Linked DNA regions of Mus musculus: all the other regions are linked to region 4. Evidence: chromatin contacts called from public Hi-C and promoter capture Hi-C data. All regions are on one chromosome and are shown on one strand. The core of a region is the stretch at or near the end of the contact, and the rest is flanking DNA. Distances in the headings are between cores, read along the strand shown. Region 1 holds the start of Gon7 (GON7 subunit of KEOPS complex). Region 2 holds the start of Vrk1 (vaccinia related kinase 1). Region 3 holds the start of Papola (poly (A) polymerase alpha). Region 4 holds the start of Dicer1 (dicer 1, ribonuclease type III).

Region 1 (2,832 bases), core at 141-2,640, 2.0 Mb before region 4:
GGAGAGATGGCTCCGTGGTTAAGAGCACCACCTACTTTTCCCCTGCATGTACGAGGCACCCTCTTGACTATCTGTAACTCTGGTTCCAGGGGATTTGATGCCCTCTTCTGGCCTCCGAAGGCACTGCACATAAGAGGTGTACAGACAAGCATGCAGGTAAACATCCATCTTTAAAAGCAAACAAACCCCAAGCCACCAAAATTAACAGTTAATTTCTACAACAGGAGAGGGGGTGAGAGAAAGTAAGAGGACGGGAAGGGCTGTAGTGCTTTCGGACATTATATAGCCCTTAAACTCTGGCAGCACAAGATGGCAACGTAAACATTCCATCAAGGAAGGGGGGGGCTCATGAGGCGCCACCCCTCTCAGAGGAGCGGTTGGCGGTTAATGGGGGGCGGGGGAGTCATTGTTTTTCTTCAGTGGTCTAGTCACTGCTGTGTTGCCCTAGTTCCAGTAAATATCATACAAATATCCTTAAATAAATCCAGTGACAAAAAAAGGCCGGAAAGAAAGGCGAGGAGCCCTGTCGAGAAGGGTTCAGCGGGGGATAGAGACCATGACCTGAATGCATTAATACATGAATGAAACGATCAATTAATTTAAGAATACCAAAAAGCTAAACTAAAAAGAACTCTTTTACTTTCGAAACAATAGCTACAAAACTGAGAGGGTTAAGATTCCCTAAAACAAAGTGGGCCTCGGTCATTCGAAGCTCTCCTCATTCTGTCAAACACGTTTTCTCGTTTCTAATTTCACTCCTTTCCGTTTTTCAACAACCAGGTCTACCTTCCCGCCCTTTCGGGTCTTCGTGCCAGCTAGCAATGGTTACAGACCGCCACTTTCTCTGCCTATCTTAATCCTTTGCGTTCTTTGCAAGGGAGTCAAGCTGACTTCGTCCGTTGACCAGTCCCTAGTCCAACGCTCGCCACGGTTTTTTTTTTTTTTTTTGGTGGGAAAAGTCGCAAAAACGGGGGGCGGTGGGATATCAGACAAAGAGGGCAGCGAGTTCTAAGGATTTTTAGAAGCGATTGCTCCTCTTCTCCGGGGCTCGCCTTCTCTAGCCTGCCCTTCACACTGCCCGGTCCCGCCAGTGTCCCCCGGCGCCCCGCCCCCGCGCTCACCATCCAAAGCGTCGTCCGGATCTTCCGCCAAGCCTTGCGCGTCCTGCTCCACTAGGGTCCCGAAGAACTCCGCTACCAACTCCTTCATCCGGACCACGCCCGCCGACAGGCTCTGGAGAGGGTCCGCGTCTCCCGACGCCTCACAGGACACTCGTAGCCGCTGCGGCTCCCCGTCACAACCGACGTACTCGCCCGAAAGCTCCATGGCGACCACTCAGCTTCAACAGCGCGCCTCGGAGAAACGCCACCCGGAAGCGGAAGCCAGCCTGCGGCCGGGGCGGGCGGGAGAGGCGAGGAGGAGGAGGAATGACTTCCGATTTCCCGAAATTGGCCCGCCCATTTTCTTCCGTGTCCTTCCTTAGGATTGGCTGTCTGGTGCTCGGGCTCCGCCTCCTCACGGGGCCCCGCCTTCTCGCGACGCCCCTGGCGGCGGCCACTTTTCCCGCCTCCTCCTGGGCCCACGCAGCGGAGCCCGGTGACAGTTGAGGATGGCCGGAGCCGAGAGCCCCACCGAGTGCCAGGCGGAGCTGGAGCCCGTGGTGTCGCTGGTGGACGTGCTCGAGGAAGACGAGGAGTTGGAGAATGAGGCGTGCGCCGTCCTGGGCGGCAGCGACTCGGAGAAGTGCTCCTACTCGCAGGTGCGCGCGGCCCGGCTGCTCCCGCCGTCCTGTCTGTTTCCCGCTGGCCGCGGCCGGGCCCACTCACGGCGGCCCTTTACTCTGTGCTTCTACAGCCCCGGCCCGGCTGCCATTTCATCCTCAGCTTGTCGCCACCAGGGCTGTCCCTCGGTTCCGCTGATGGTACACTGCAGGCTCCGGTCCTCCAGTTGTCGCCTCTTGGTGGCCTGCTTTTCACGAGGTTGTTCTCGTGATCTCTCAAACCCAGATATTCTTCGCTCCACTTCTCCCACCGCCCAAGAATCTTAATTAGGGACCAGATGGGGAAAAGTAAAGGGAAAGTGGGCCGGCTTTGAAAATCTTCCGGTGAGGTTCGGCTTCCGGACACTCCTGTAGTCTAGTTTAACTGCTAGCTGCCCCCACCTCACCCCCTTTCTGGTTAAATGAAGTTTCGTGTGTATGTGCTATGTGACATCCCCTCTCTCTGGGGACTGGAAAGCCAAGAGGAGAAAAGGATCTGTTTGGCATTTGTGGGACCTTTTGAACGAGAGAGTTTGAGGGGCTGAGATGTAGTGTTTAGTGACGCATACTGTACATTTAAGTACTAACGTGGAAAAGGGTGGGTAGGAAGGAAACTTAACAACAAGGATGAGAATTGGTGGAAGGAAACAGGCTAACTATGCCCATGGGTGGAGTGGGAGACTGGGGTAGGAGTGAAGGGACTTGGAGTTATGGTGTGGCGTGGACTGAAGTCATAATACTAGTTGTCTTCGTTGACCAAGTTGGGTTTGCACTGTAAAATTGTTGAATAAATCTTGTATCCCAGAAGTAGTCACAGCATGGTCGCTGGTATTTAAATTTGGAGGATCATTGTTAGGTTTCAAACCCTGGACTCTGCTGTTGTGCCTATTTAACATATCAAAGCCGATGGTGGCCTCCTGGTTCTCCCTGCCCTTCTGTCCCTTCCGGGACTCTCCTGGCAGACATACCCAATCCACTTTCCCAGACTTCTCCAGCCCAGGAGCCGGGCTACCCTTCCCCCAGCTTCCCTTCCCTAAATAATGCAGCCGTTTTGTTTATGCAGCTCTCTTGGG
Region 2 (2,700 bases), core at 23-2,522, 1.3 Mb after region 4:
TTTAGAGAGGTGTGGGGTCTGAGCCACACAGGATGAAACAGTAACCTGTGACTCGGGGGCAGCCAGTGTGTTACTAGCTCTAGTCCTAACAACACAATCATCATGGCATGTTCTCATTGCAGACTTGTGGAAAGCCCAGCTGAAGTGACCCTTAGCTAAGGGACTTAGCTGTTCGTGTATGTGTGTGTGATCGTCGTTAGGTGACTTTCCTTTTTTTCTTCCATTCTCAGGCTCCATCATGGATCAAACTCAGCAGAAGTCTGGGAGCAGTGGGCATGCAGTACAGCTGTTTTGTGGATCTGCTCTATGGGGCAGACGGCAAAATAGGAAAGAAATTGGAGCAGGTGTGGGTACCTGGGACGGTGAATTCAAGATATGAAGATCAATGCTGAACTGCACACTGGGCAACAACTCAGATTTCGTAGGGACTAAAGCTCATACAGTGTTTTAAGATCCACCTTAAGAAACAACACAGGCAAGCCGAGTGTGGTGGCGCACGCCTTTAATCCCTGAACTTTGGAGGCAGAGGCAGGCGCATTTCTGAGTTCAAGGCTAGTCTGGTCTACAAAGTGAGTTCCAGAACAGCCAGGGCTACACAGAGAAACCCTGTCTCGAAACTGCCCCCCCTCCAAAAAAAAAAAAAAAAAAGAAAGAAAAGAAACAACACAGGCTAGGAGTGTTGGCTCACATTTTTAACTCAGCTGTTGTTAGTAAACCAAAAATTAAAAAAAAAAAATCAAATTGGTAAAACAATAGCAATAACAAGAACAGCACCGAACCCAAGGCCTTTTCTAGGGCTTCAGAAGCTGCAGATCCAAAGTGCAGCTTGAAGCTCATTCTTCCAACCTCTAGGAAGGAGATGGTGAAACAAAGAAAACTGATGTTTGACAAAAGTAGCTCAAATACTGCGGTGGGTTAAGTAAACACCGAGACGCGCTTCGGATATTTGAAATGAGTCTCTTTGTCTAACCGTTTAATAAATCAAGCAACAGTGAGTACTGGTTATATTTATTTCGGTTCTTAAGGCTTTGAGAGCCACAGTAACATGTAAAACAGCAAGCGGGCTGCAAACCACACTTCCCAGAAGCCCTTGTGCTCAGAGGAACACGCCCCCATCTCGCCTCTTGGAGGTTCAAAGACTACAATTCCCAGCATGGAGCAAGCGTAAGGACCACAATTCCCGGCATGTCCGGAGAGGTGACAGGGAAGCGCGGTCTTCCTCTTTCCCCGCCTCCCCCGCCGTTCGCAGCCAACGGGAAGGCTCTGTACTACGGGGTGTGGAGGGGACGGCGCCGTGGGTAGGTCGCGAGTCTAGGGAAGCGGCGGGAAGTTCGTACTACGCTGTGGACCGCGAGTTGGCCGCTCTGGGTAGGGAGCCGTGGGGTGGTGGCGGGACTATAGGTCCGGTGTTGCTTCAGGGCGGCGCCGCGGCTGGGTCCGGCCTGCCCGGGAATCCTCGCTTCTCTGCCCGATCGCGGAGCTGCCGGAAGCCCGGTTCTAGAAGGCCGCCCGAAGCCTAGCCGGGACCAGGGTGGCGGGGACGGGGACGGGGACGGGGACCTGGACCGGCCGAGCCTGCCACTTCCTTAGCACTGGTGAGGTGAGGCCTCGGGGCACAGCCGCGGCCGGCAGCTTCTCGTTTCCTTCCAAGCTTGCTCCTCAGGTCTCCACCGCCGGTGACCGGGCTCCCGGTGCAGTGTCTTCAGAGGCAGCAAACAGGTCTGCAGCCCAGCGCCAAAGTTTGTTTCCGACCGTTTCCAGGCTAGGTCGCCTTAGATGTAGAACTGCGCCAGAGTCCTTGAGAGATGGGGACACACGCCAGTCCTGGTCGGGTTACCCGTTTATTCTTTTGTCGTTGACGTTAACCATTCTTTACGTCTGCGTGTGTTCTTCCTTTCCGTCCCTCATCGCTTTTGGAGCAATTTGGAAACGCGATTTTGCCTTTGGGAAGGTGGTGGTTAAACTTAGCGGGTCGTTGAAGAGCTTCGTTGCTTTCCTTTTTTAAAAAAAGAAACAAAAAAACAAAACGAAACTAGAATTGACCATCTATTGAGTCTGGAATTCAAAACAGTGAAAAAAGATGTAGATCAGCATTTTATCATCATTATTATTTTGGATTTTCAAGACAGCTTGCTTGCTTGCTTCCTTCCTTCCTTCCTCCTTCCTTCCTTTTCTCTTTCTTTCTTTCTTTTTTTTTTTTTTTTCTGTGTAGCCTTGGCTGTTCTGGAACTTGCTCTGTAGACCAGGCTGGCCTTGAACTCAACAAGAGATCCTCCTGCCTCTGCCTACTGAGTGCTGGGACTAGACTTGCGCCACCCCCACCCCGGCTTAAGAGTTCAGGGGAAAGGCATGTCACTTTTTTTGTGACATGTCGATTATACTGTTTGGGGAAATTTAATTTACAGTTCTGACTGGAATTAAGCATCTGGGCAATTAAGATAATGTTCATCTACCTGGAAAAAGGAATGTAAGTGGACATCACTAAAAATGGCTTTCCCCGTTGTGCTACCACAGATGGCAGACACTGCAGCGCTGCCTTGCTGATGGAGACCGAGCTAACAGGAGCATGGATTGAGGTGGATAACAAGTGTGTTAGGCGTTAGGGATTCCGTACAGCACTAGTATCCAGTACAGATATCACTTTGATAACTGTAATGGCTGCTGCTTATGCCTGGCGTAGCAGAGATGATGAGTGTTTAT
Region 3 (2,700 bases), core at 2-2,501, 1.0 Mb after region 4:
ATGGGGAGGGAGCTTTAGGAGTGAAAGGAAGCCCTAAGTGCAGGGGACCTCCAAAAGCTTCTTTCTTTTTTTTTTTTTTTTTTTTTTTGGTTTTTCGAGACAGGGTTTCTCTGTGTAGCCCTGGCTGTCCTGGCACTCACTTTGTAGACCAGGCTGGCCTCGAACTCAGAAATCCGCCTGCCTCTGCCTCCCGAGTGCTGGGATTAAAGGCGTGCGCCACCACGCCCGGCCAAAAGCTTCTTTCAAGAAGCTATGAGAAGGAAAAGGAATAGTTGGGCCTTTCTAATGATTACTCAGAACAGAATGGTGAGTGTACCCAGCCAAACCCCGTAAGAAGTGTGCCAGGGGCTGGAAATTTTAGGAAGGAAAAATACATTATCTTAAGATGAACCCAGCATACTAGGAATGGCTCCTTTTTCTGAGTATGGTCCAGTAACCCGAACTTCACCTGCCCAACTGCATTAACTCTTCAGCACAGAGACAAGGTCATAGTCACACCCAGAAGTATATTCCAATCTATCACATAAAATTGGTAGTGGTGTTTCACACCTGTAATGTCAACACTCAGGAGGTGGAGGCAGGAGGATCAGAAACTAAGGGCTAGTAGCTTCATGGGAGCCTGTCTTATAAAACAAACAAGAACAACAACAACAACAACAACAAAAAACCCGCCAAAACCCCAAAGGTTACTGTCAATTTTATTAAATTATTGCCTTGGTCCGGAATCCCCTGCCCTGCACATTTGGCATGAGAAGCACAGGTCTGGGCAACACAGATGCAGAGGGTCATCGTCAGGGGAGGGGATCCACGGCCACACTTCTGGGACAGGCTCTGTACTGGGCTCTAACACATTTAAGTCCTCACTCACATCGATGTTTAAAAAGCAGTTCTCCCACGCAGCGGAGGTGCAACTGGCACCGAACAGCTCTCGGTTCCAGGCATCCCCCGCGCTTGGGCTGCCCCGCACGTGGCGCCCGCTTGGGCCGCGCCCCCTTCTCATCGCTGCCACGGCTGCGTCACTCTCATTCGCCAGGACGGCGTCGCCAAGCGAATGAACTACAGCCTCTCGCTCGGAGCCTCCCGCACCCATCCCACGCTCTACCACGAAAGCGTGAGATCACCGGGGGGGGGGGGGGGGGGGGGGAGGGGGAGAAGCGCCGCTTCACGCCGAGAACTACATTTCCCGTCAGGTCTTGCGGCGTCGCGCAGCGCGCGCGCAGGCGCGCGCTCGGTGTGCGTGGCGGCGTCAGCGGTTCTAGAACGTTGCTGTGGTAGCGCTCGGGCGCCATGTTAGGACGAAGGGGAAGGAGGAGAAGCGCTTAAAGCGGCGGGGCACGGGTGCAGGACTGGGTTGGCCCCGGGGCTGAGGTAGGCTGCCGTCCTTCCCGCCTCGGTGGATCATGCCCAGGACGGCAGCGGTCGCGGGGGGGAAGTGACTGGGCGGTGCCGGCGCCGGAGACGATGCCGTTGTAAGTGATTGGCGTGCTGAGTGAGGCGCACGCCGGCCGGGCCCCGGGGGTGGCGGAGGGGGAGGGGAGGCGCACGGGCGCCCCGGGCCGCGGCTTCCGGCCCCTCGGGCGCGGGGCCCCCGCAGGATCCCCAAGCGGAACGGCGCCCGGCGCGGACTGGCGGGCCGCGGCTCCCGGGTTCCTTCCTGTCCCGGTTTCACCATGGCGCCGTCCAGCCCCCTAGTTCCCCACTTCCGCTTCCCTCGGAGCGGGTGAGGAACCGGGGCCGGGAGGGAGCAGGCCGCGCTGGCGGCCCGGGGGCAGCTTCCGGAACGGCGGGCTGCGGGGCGGCGCCGTCCCTGCTTTGTTGTGACTAGGCAACCTGGCTTCGGCGCGCTACCTGATCGCTCCCGCCCTTGGGTCACTTGTGTTGTGATTGCGAGTGTACGCTTTGAGCTAATTCACTTAGGCCTTCTAATGTCGCTAGGTCTACTTTACACACTTGACCGTGATTTTTCTTTACTTAATTTCCCCCCTCCCCCCTTTTCTCCTAAGAAAGATATTTGGAAACCGGTTGTTGGGATTCGAAAGTAGATGAGGGTTTTATGTTCCAACTAACCTATCTTGGCGAAAAGGCTTTAGGTCGTGCGACTGCTTTTCTTCCAAACAAGAGAGGCAGTTTTGGACGTAGCCTCAATGTGACAGATCTAGGGTTGTACTTACTAATTTAAAAATGGATTTCATGCGCTTTTCTTTCTCACACACTAGCTTGCTAGCTTTACTCGACCCTGATGTTTAGTCCAGAGACCTGTCAGCTGTATTTCTGTAGTGATAACATTTGTTGGGCTTAATTAACCACAAAGTTCCCTTTGACTCCTTATTCATGGAACAAGGGTAAAGGAGCACGAGAATAGAATCTATAAAGATGTTTGGTGTTTTTCAGTGGGGTTCAAGTAGATGTGAGTGAGTGAGGTGTTGTCACATGATGACCTTGTATTAGCTCATCCAGACTTTTTTCTGATACATCAGTGCTTAAAAAAAGATATGGTTGCACACTCTAAAGGGAAGGCTTCGGATTAGAAATGTTATCTTGTGTCTGGGAGTGAAGGTAGGAGGGAGAGTACAGGTTTCCTGCAGTTTTTATTTCAGTGCACTTCTGAAAGTGGAACGGTACAAGGAGGCTGCATGAGCACCGCACATGTCCAGGTCTATGCTTGAAGTTCTTCAGTCTATTTCCTTTAGGTTTAAAAAA
Region 4 (2,700 bases), core at 61-2,560:
ACACACTGCATGTTTCACAGGTAGCCTGAAAAGTGAAACAGATTATTCCAGAACTCAGTCCCCAAAGATATCAAAAAGATATTTCCAAAAACACCCAAACTACTGCTTGCTACAAGCCTCACCCAGTATTCACCTTTCGGTTACATTTCAGGTCCTTGGTTACCATGAAAATTTTTGCCTAGAAAACTTAAAATGTTTATACCAATGAATTTCCAACTCAGCGATCCTACTTTACAACAGGTTTGAAAAACATATCTCAAGTTGCTTAACTCTTGAACTGCATCCTTTCCTACTGACTTACAGTGAGGTTCCTCAGAAAACTAACAATCAAAGATTCAGAAACTCAGGAGCGAACTCCCAAGTAAGTCTCTTTCACCCGATGACGTCTTTCAACACTTGATCACCATAATACTTAGGGCATCATATATCGGTAACTAACCCTTTAATCACAAGTCTACTCATAAAAGCAAGGACTATTACAGATCATAGACTCCCAGTCATCCATTTGGGCAAGTCTTCAGGACACTGGCTCTGTCCTGAAGGCAAAGTCACAAGGGCAGCTCATCTCTGCTAGGCAATCCACACCAATTTGGTGTGCTGGCTGGAGATGCACACAGATTTGGCTGAACGAAAGCCCCTTAAGCAAAGACCCTTCTTCGCAAGGTCCAGACGACCTAAAAGGGGAGGGGCACAAAACATGGCCTGGGCCACCCACCCCCTAGGGCCAGCCTTGGTCACCTGCCAATAAACACACAACAGTCCTTCCCAGGGCTCCAGCCCGCACCTCGCTGAGGCCTTGTCCCCCTCCAGATCCTCGGAGGCATCCAGGGGTCCCGCGCCATTTGGCAGGCCCGGGTCGCTCCCGAGACGCCGGCCCGCGTGGATACCTCCTGTCTTCTCCCGGGCTTCGAACGCGGAACGGGACCTGTCAAAGGCCGCTCCTCCTAAGGCGGGGGTGCGGAGAGGCCCGCGTGGACAGTTCTCTGCCCGGGCTCGGCGTCGCGGCCTGCTCCCGGCGCCCGCGCGGGCCTCGCGCAAGAGGCGGGCCGGGCATCGCCGTCCCCCGGGCCCGGACACAAAGCGGCCCAGCAGGGAGCCCGCCTCACCTGCAGCACTGGGCGCCGCGGGCCTTCCAGAACCATCGGACCCCGCTCCGGCGCGCGCGTCACAGCCCAGGCCTCCCGGTGCCGCCCGGCGCCGCCGCCGCCGCCGCCATTTCCTGCCGCTCGCCGTCGTCTCGTTCCCGCTGTCAGGTTACTCCATTCACCTGGGCCCGGAGCCGCCCGCGCCGCACCGCGCCGCGCCCCGACCCCTCCCGCCCGCGCCTGCGGAGACTGCGCAGCGCCCTGCTCGCCCGCAGCCCGCGCTCGGCCCGCGGCGACGGCGCACAGCGGCTTGGAGAATCCCACCGGCGTCGCGCCGCCGCTCCGCGCCCCCTCGCTCGCTCGCCCCGCGGCCGCATGAAAGCCGTCCTGTGATTGGACGGAGCGCGGAGGTGAAAGGTTAACCCCGGCCCCCCAGCCACTCAGAAGCCGGGAGACAGCAGACTCGGGCCGAGGCCGCGTCGGAGGCCCAATGCGAAGACCGAGCTCTGCAACGCAGTCAGCCAGCCTGCCGGCCGGCCGGAATCCTGAACGCGCCGCTGGGGCTACGCAGTCCCAGCTCCCGGCTCCTTTCCCTTCCTGATGATGGCACACATCGCCCCCATCCGCAAGCCCCGCTGCACCGCTCTTTTGGTCCAAAGAACTGATCTCTTTGGGCAGCCCTCAAAACCAACTTGAATAACCAGAAAATGCCCGCGGCGTGCAAACTTGGTTTTATAAGGCTGAGCTTTCTGCTGCGTCTTCTTGCTGAGATCAGAGGAGTAAAGAGACCGACTTAAAGAAAACCATCTTAGTGTAGGACCCTCCCCCACCTCCGTGTAGGCATCTTGGAAAAAGACTCCGGAATAGACTGGTACTCCAGGTGAGGGATGGACGCTTCTAGCCCCGGGCTTCTCTCAGCCACTGGAAGCGCTTACCTGTCCGTCTGAACTATGTCCAACAGTCCCACGTAGTGGTTGTTACCTCTCCAAATTAAGGCTAATCTTTAATAAGTGCAAGTGATTTGTTTATTTGAATAAATACTAGTGTCATTTGTTTCAATTTTTTTATTACTGTTATTTCGAAAGTAGGTCTCACTATGTAGACCAGGCTGTCCTCAAACTCCGCCTGCCTCTGCCTCTCAATTTTTGGGTTTAAACGTGTGTGCCACGCCGGGCGTGGTGGGGCACGCCTTTAATCCCAACACTTGGGAGGTAGAGGCAGGCGGATTTCTGGGTCCGAGACCAGCTTGGTCTACAGAGTGAATTCCAGGACAGCCAGGGCTATTACACAGAGAAACCCTGTCTCGGGAAAAAAAAAAGATATTTTTTTAAAGACTAACTCCTTGTCCATTAGCAGATGTTTCTGATTTCTTTACCTTTAACTTGGAGGCAATATGGTCCATTTGTTTTGTTTTGTTTTGTTTTGTTTTGTTTTTCGACACAATGTTTCTCTGTATAGCTCTGGCTGTCCTGGAACTTGCTCTGTACACCAAATTGGCCTTGAACTCATAAAGATCCAACTGCCTCTGCCTCCCAAGCACTGGGATTAAAGGCGTGCACCACATCCTCGGCTGTCTTTCAAAAAAAAAAATGGATTTGGACTATCCCAGCATGAG

The links. Promoter capture Hi-C pulls out the DNA fragments that hold promoters and counts their contacts. Hi-C and Micro-C count contacts between places; a contact is called where the count stands out from the background.
Region 1: a Hi-C map of CD8 T cells shows a contact between it and region 4, with 4 times the contacts expected there. The contact joins the promoter of Gon7 here to the promoter of Dicer1 in region 4. A contact is called at or near these places in 1 of 39 promoter capture datasets (liver), 1 of 484 Hi-C or Micro-C datasets (CD8 T cells) and 2 of 115 datasets of contacts at active chromatin or transcription factors (stem cell-derived neural progenitor cells and thymic regulatory T cells).
Region 2: a promoter capture Hi-C map of pre-B cells shows a contact between it and region 4, with 4 times the contacts expected there. The contact joins the promoter of Vrk1 here to the promoter of Dicer1 in region 4. A contact is called at or near these places in 5 of 39 promoter capture datasets (the C10 cell line, the HPC-7 cell line, HPC-7-derived erythroid cells and 3 more) and 2 of 484 Hi-C or Micro-C datasets (B cells and natural killer cells).
Region 3: a promoter capture Hi-C map of pre-B cells shows a contact between it and region 4, with 5 times the contacts expected there. The contact joins the promoter of Papola here to the promoter of Dicer1 in region 4. A contact is called at or near these places in 8 of 39 promoter capture datasets (the C10 cell line, hematopoietic stem and progenitor cells, hippocampal neurons and 3 more), 1 of 484 Hi-C or Micro-C datasets (CD4 T cells), 6 of 115 datasets of contacts at active chromatin or transcription factors (the 230-238 cell line, embryonic stem cells, large pre-B cells and 3 more) and 2 of 9 other capture datasets (adipose tissue and liver).

The regions. Positions count from the first base shown.
Region 1 is chr12:102,756,420-102,759,251 of GRCm38.p6, forward strand. Gon7 (GON7 subunit of KEOPS complex) reads right to left here and starts at 1,391. Exons shown (of 2, transcript NM_001142938.1): 1 at 1,122-1,391. The coding sequence starts at 1,326. Gm20604 (predicted gene 20604) reads right to left here and starts at 1,391. Exons shown (of 2, transcript NM_001142939.1): 1 at 1,122-1,391. The coding sequence starts at 1,326. It overlaps Ubr7 (ubiquitin protein ligase E3 component n-recognin 7 (putative)), which reads left to right and starts at 1,556. Exons shown (of 11, transcript NM_025666.2): 1 at 1,556-1,759. The coding sequence starts at 1,610.
Region 2 is chr12:106,008,991-106,011,690 of GRCm38.p6, forward strand. It overlaps Vrk1 (vaccinia related kinase 1), which reads left to right and starts at 1,273. Exons shown (of 14, transcript NM_001029843.2): 1 at 1,273-1,368.
Region 3 is chr12:105,783,446-105,786,145 of GRCm38.p6, forward strand. Papola (poly (A) polymerase alpha) reads left to right here and starts at 1,252. Exons shown (of 22, transcript NM_011112.4): 1 at 1,252-1,469. The coding sequence starts at 1,462.
Region 4 is chr12:104,750,642-104,753,341 of GRCm38.p6, forward strand. It overlaps Dicer1 (dicer 1, ribonuclease type III), which reads right to left and starts at 1,311. Exons shown (of 27, transcript NM_148948.2): 1 at 1,107-1,311.